2 separate regions of the Callithrix jacchus genome follow, and region 2 is linked to region 1. The links are chromatin contacts, called in public Hi-C maps. All regions are on one chromosome and are shown on one strand. The core of a region is the stretch at or near the end of the contact, and the rest is flanking DNA. Distances in the headings are between cores, read along the strand shown. Region 1 holds the start of NEMF (nuclear export mediator factor). Region 2 holds the start of LOC100387042 (putative uncharacterized protein encoded by LINC01599).

The links. Hi-C and Micro-C count contacts between places; a contact is called where the count stands out from the background.
Region 2: a contact with region 1 is called in a Hi-C map of induced pluripotent stem cells, with 2.2 times the contacts expected there. The contact joins the promoter of LOC100387042 here to the promoter of NEMF in region 1. A contact is called at or near these places in 3 of 3 Hi-C or Micro-C datasets (induced pluripotent stem cells and skeletal muscle).

Annotation. Positions count from the first base shown.
Region 1 is chr8:84,373,633-84,376,332 of calJac240_pri, forward strand. NEMF (nuclear export mediator factor) reads right to left here and starts at 1,406. Exons shown (of 32, transcript XM_054239912.2): 1 at 1,280-1,406; 2 at 406-474; 3 at 162-264. The coding sequence starts at 1,338.
Region 2 is chr8:84,604,698-84,607,622 of calJac240_pri, forward strand. It overlaps LOC100387042 (putative uncharacterized protein encoded by LINC01599), which reads right to left and starts at 1,330. Exons shown (of 13, transcript XM_035262221.3): 1 at 1,142-1,330; 2 at 297-354; 3 at 203-294; 4 at 171-201; 5 at 118-169; 6 at 54-115. The coding sequence starts at 1,215.

The DNA of each region.
Region 1 (2,700 bases), core at 156-2,655:
GGGAGAAGTCAATTAATACTCAATTTATTCAACCCATTATCTGTCGACTGCTCCCTTTACCTTTATTTTATCTTCACTTTATTCATAACAGTGAAGGAACCCCCAATTAAAAACTTAATTGTTAGTCAGCAGTCTCTTAAAATTTAGTATAACAAGTTTACCTTCATGGCAAAACTAGACGGCATCATATTCTTAGGCCACTCAAATTCTGTCGTATGAATTCGTATTCCAGATTCAAGTAAAAGTGTAGCTTTAAAGTCTGGTCTGTAGAAGAAAAAAGTCAATTTTTTCTTTAGGGCATATGCCAAACCTACCTGTGAAACAGACTTGAAATGCAGTTTTAAAAAAATGAGTAATCTCATATTTAATTACCAAAGAGAAAATAAGCTTATAAAATGTTCTTACTTTTGAAGACGAATAAGGTATGTCTTATTATCCACATCATAAACATTGTTTACTCTCATTCCTAGCAAGCTGCAGAGACAAAGGAAACATGTAACATATCACACAATTGTTTGAAACATAAAACTACACACATTTTAATAAAAGCTTTGAAAGAGCTGATCTTAGTCAGCCAGGGGGCAGAGTCCGAAAGCCATTTGGGCATTCAGCTAAAAACTTAAGAGTAACGATTTAAAAACAAAAGTGGTCTATCAACTCTAGCAATAAAGCTTGAGTCTTCAAAATGACCCAATCTGGGGGAAGAAATACAGTAAAATATAATCCATTAATTTATTACAAGACAGGGAAAAAAACAAAAGACAAAAGGCGGTCCCGAAAACATGACAAAGCTCACAACGCTGAATGATAGAAACCAGACTAGAATCCACATCTCAGTCCAAATCTGCTCAAACCAGCTAAAACGGCGAAGCTCTCTCTTTCTGGGGTGAGGGGCGAGGAGTGTTCAAGAAACCAAGCCTCCAATCTGGAAACCTCTGGAGCAAATGACCATTCTGACGTCTCGTGTTTTACCAAACGTTTCCTGCCCGATCCCGGCAACCCAGGCCAACAATGCAACAGCGTCGCGCTAGCGGAGCAAGCCAGAGAGATGGAAGGACGCGGGGAGTGGGACACGAGGTGCCTGGGACCCCCAGGGTATCCTGAGGGCCACAGGAAAGACACCACATGCCTACCCACTCAGGCCTAACCAGGTCCGCAGTAGCACATGAAATAAGGAAACACATCAAGCTGGGCTGTTTGCGCCATGGCCCCCCCACCCCTCCCCCGGCCTCAGCCTCCTGCACTCCCCGCACGAGCCTTGTCACTTAGGGAACTGTACCTAGCGTTCAGCTCCGCGAGTACGGCGCGGAGGTCAATGGTGCTAAAGCGGGTCTTCATGGCTAGGTCCGAGGGTCACTACCGCAGTTTCCTCTACTGCCTGCCGTACTCGACACCGCTTCTCTTCTGCGCAGGCGCACTTGGCGGAGATCTACGGCCGCGCAGAAGACCCAATATTTCTTGAGACGAACGTATTTCGCGTTTCTGAAGACGTCGATTGTCAAGTTACAGTTTACTCTCTTCATTGTACCAAAACAATTCTAATAAAGATCCAAACTGTTCTCTTGAAACTGCACTCCTTCCTTGAACCCTTACGGAGCAGTCTGGTTACCTTGCCCATGGTGTTTTGGGTTCAAGCCAGCCTTCATAGTGACCCCTGCTGGTCGAAACAATTTTCGAGGTTATTACCAGGAGTATTTCCCCACCAGGGCAGGACTGCAGGGCTCAGGACCCCTTCCTGTGCGCTTACTTTGACAGAAGATTTTGATATGTAACGAAACAGAACTGCTTCTGTCCTTCTAAAATTATCCTAAACATTGAAGGCGAACTCTCAAAACGGAGTTCCTATTTTGATGGGTCCGGCTCTCCGAAGGAGCATTCTGCAGTTGATTACAGGATTCTCATCGAACCTTTCTTGGTACCCCTGAGACTCAGCGCAGTTCCTGGTATACAATCGGTGCTCCACAAACACTTGGCAACATGAATATGCAAGTAGTTAGCTAGATAATGGTGAAATAAAATAAAAATAAGACAAGATTCCCAGCAGGGGTTGGGGTGGGAGAGCGGATTCACAGTGTAGCGAGAACAACAGTCCTGTAAATTCTTAAAAACTCTGCATTCCTTTTGTCTTAGGATAGATGCATGGGAAGAAAGGATACTTTATAAGGTAAGAACTCAAAAGAGGCAGGGTCTCACTATGTTGCCCAGGCTGGAGTGCAGTGGCTATTCACAGGCGCGATCCCACTATTGATCAGCACGGGAGTTTTGACCTGCTCCGTTTCCGACCTGGGCCGGTTCACCCCTCCTTAAGCAACCTGGTGGTCCCCCGCTCCCGGGAGGTCACCATATTGATGCCGAACTTAGTGCGGACACCCGATCGGTATAGCGCACTACAGCCCAGAACTCCTGAACTCAAGGGATTCTCCAGCCTCAGCCTCCCGAGTAGTTGGGACTACAGGCACGCGCCACCGCGCCCGGCGTTTGGCGTCGCTGCAAAGAGCTATTAGAGGCTTGCAGGCTACACATGGTAGCAACCAGAATTCCTACCAGCAGGAGGCGACTCTAAACAGAAAGGGCGCTGTTGCCATTTCAGAACTGGTAACAGTAGATGCAAAAATGTCTATAGCACATAACTGCACAGCATTACTGTCATATGGTACAGTAAACAATACAGAATAGCCCAAAATATGAAAGCATTTGCAA
Region 2 (2,925 bases), core at 80-2,579, 230 kb after region 1:
AAACGGGTCAGTGCCATGGACAGCTCAGCTCAGTGTGAGTCAGTGTGGAGTACCCAGGGGTTCCTGAGTACCTGAGTGATGGAAGCCGGAACCTGTTCCTGGCTTTCTCTGGCTGGGCGCCCCTCTCTCCAGCTATAAACAGAGGGGTGATGTTCTGAAGACATGAAGTTGTCAGCAGCAATCTCTGGGTGATTTTCCACAGTCTGCCCACTGTCTTCCGTAACCGTCAGGGCTGTGCCTCTCCAGGCAGCAGCAGCAGCACTTCCCACTCTGATCAGCGTTGGTAGCTGAGAGGAAGCACTGGTGGGCTGTGACTGCTGAGCCTTCCCCTGAGGCTCGGGCTTGGAGGGAGCCCTGTCCCAGGGACCAGGTTTGTGAGGCCTTGGCACCCTGGAAGCCCAATGTTGAATGCTGCCTGATCCTCCACAGCAGAGCCCACGGGCTGGGCTGCTTTCATTCAGGTCCTGGAGCTCCCACAGACAAAAACAGCATTTATAGCCTACCTGGGAAGATCTACAACCCTAAATTATTTTAGGAACAATGAAATCAGAATATTGAGCTGAGGAGTTGTTTCATTTGATAGGTTGAAGGAATCAAAGGAAAACAGTTGCAAAAACCAGGTCACTCCTCTATGCTCCAGTAAGAAGAGTAATAATAATGGGTATCAAATACTTGGCATGTCCCAGGCTCTGTCCTATAGTAGCCACTCCCTTCAGGAACTAGCTCCTCTACATAACGATGGGCAGCTGGCACCCAGAGCACCTGGCACATGGCCTAGCCTGCCAGATGCAGATAAGGAGAGATGGTGAATCCTTGTCTCGGTTCACCCTCTGTGAAGAGAAAGTGTGAGGGGAGAAGATAGATAAGATATGGTCCAGGATTAGCTAGGGCCTGAAAGGAAGCCAGCCTGGGAGACCGAGGGGAGCGCGTCCATAGTCTATCTCCACCCCCTGCCATGCAGTGTGGGTTGAGAACTCTGCTCATGCAGAGACTCAGTAGATCAGCAGACAGCTGCTGTAAGCAAATGTAGCTAGCAGTCCAGGAGCCCCATTTATTCATTTCAAATGCAGTATGCTGCAGAGAAGGGGAAAAAAGGAATCAAGCCATTTGTAAGCCATAAGAAATACCCACAGGAACTCACATTTCCATCCAGATTTCAAGTTGGCATTTGGCTCTGACATCCATCTTACCGTTCAAGAACCCTAAGACCTCCATGGGTGAACATAACAAATGTCACCACCAGGCCGGGATTGGTGGCTCATGCCTGTAATCCCAGCACTTTGGGAGGCCGAGATGGGTGGATCACCTGAGGTCAGGGGCTCTAGACCAGATTGACCGACATGGCCAAACCCCAATTGTACTAAAAATATAAAAATCAGCCAGGTGTAGTGGCGCGCACCTGTAATGCCAGCTACTCGGGAGGCTGAGGCATGAGAATCACTTGAATCTGGGAGGCAGAGGTGGAAGTGAGCTGAGATCAGAGAGGAAACTCTGTCTCAAAATAAATTCTAAAAATTAAAAAACCCAAATGTCACCACCACCACTATCATCATCCCTGTCTCACAGGTGAAAAAACAAACTCAGACCGAGGGACCTGGCTCAGAACGCACAGCCAGTCAGCAGCAGAGGCAGGAGCGCAGCCTTTTCCCTCCAGCTTCTGTTGGTCTGGAAAGTCCCCACCAAGTAATGCTGAGGCAGATCTTCAATCAGGAGAGAGACAGGGTCACCTGAGGGGGTCTGTGTCGCCACACTCCTAATCATGATCAATACTTAGCATGGATTATTTCGAAAGATGGTAGCAAAATATTCTGAGGACTCATGGACGAATCAGAGTCCAGGGAAATGTCCTGTGGTTGGAGAAGTGTCTCTGGGAGAATCACACACGAGCTCCTGACCAGGGGCGGCTAAACAGGAAAACCCTGGGCTCTTTATAGAATCCCACTCTTGTTGCCACGAACTTCATGAGAGTATGGGAAAGGATGCTTTTTTGTTGTTGTTGCGGAATAACAGTTAATTTTTCAAGACTATCTGGAAAGTTATGCCGGTGCTCTGGAGACACTGGTAAAAAAATAAAGTCACAGATTCCCCTCCAGCCTTTTACCAATAATTACCAAAACCTACTACTAATAACCTTCACCTTTTCTGTCTCTGTCTCTCTCTTTCACACACACACACACACACACACACACCCCTCTGCTCCTCTGCTCATATTTCACAGGGCTGGACAGAGATTTTATCTAAATGCACAGCTCTGAATTGCTAGGTGTCAGGAGAAGCTTGGATACTGTGTTATCCCTGATCACATTAGGTAAGATCAATGGGACAGTACTTCTATCACTTTTTTTTTTTGAGATGCAGTCTCCCTCTGTTGCCTAGGCTGGTGTGTAGCGGCAAGATCTCGTCTCACTGAAACCTCCACCTCCTGGGTTCAAGAGATTCTTCTGCTTCAACCTCCCGAGTAGCTGGGATTACAAACTCATGCTCCCATGCCTCGCTAATTTCTGTGTTTTTTAGTGGAGACGGGGATTTCACCATGATGCATGAGCACCATGCCCGGCTGGCACTTCTATTCATTTTTGAGTCTGAAGCCCACCCATACGCAGCCCAACATTTAACCTGGCTTCTTATATATAAACTGGCGATTTAATTCTTCTACAACTGCAGCTGATCATCTGTCAATCATCAAAGCTGCCTTTAAGATCAACCTACAACTCTACTCTGGGAACATTAAGTGAATGTGGGGCAGGCATGTGTCCTATACTGGCCTCTCTCTTCACTTTCTGCCACCACATATAAGCAGTACCCAAGTGTCAGATTTTCCTGAAGTCTGGGTAACTAAAGGGAAATACAACAGAAAAGGAAAAATATTAAAACTCCACTCTGAATGTGGCTTTCCCCATAATCCAAGAGAAAAGCAACAAAAAA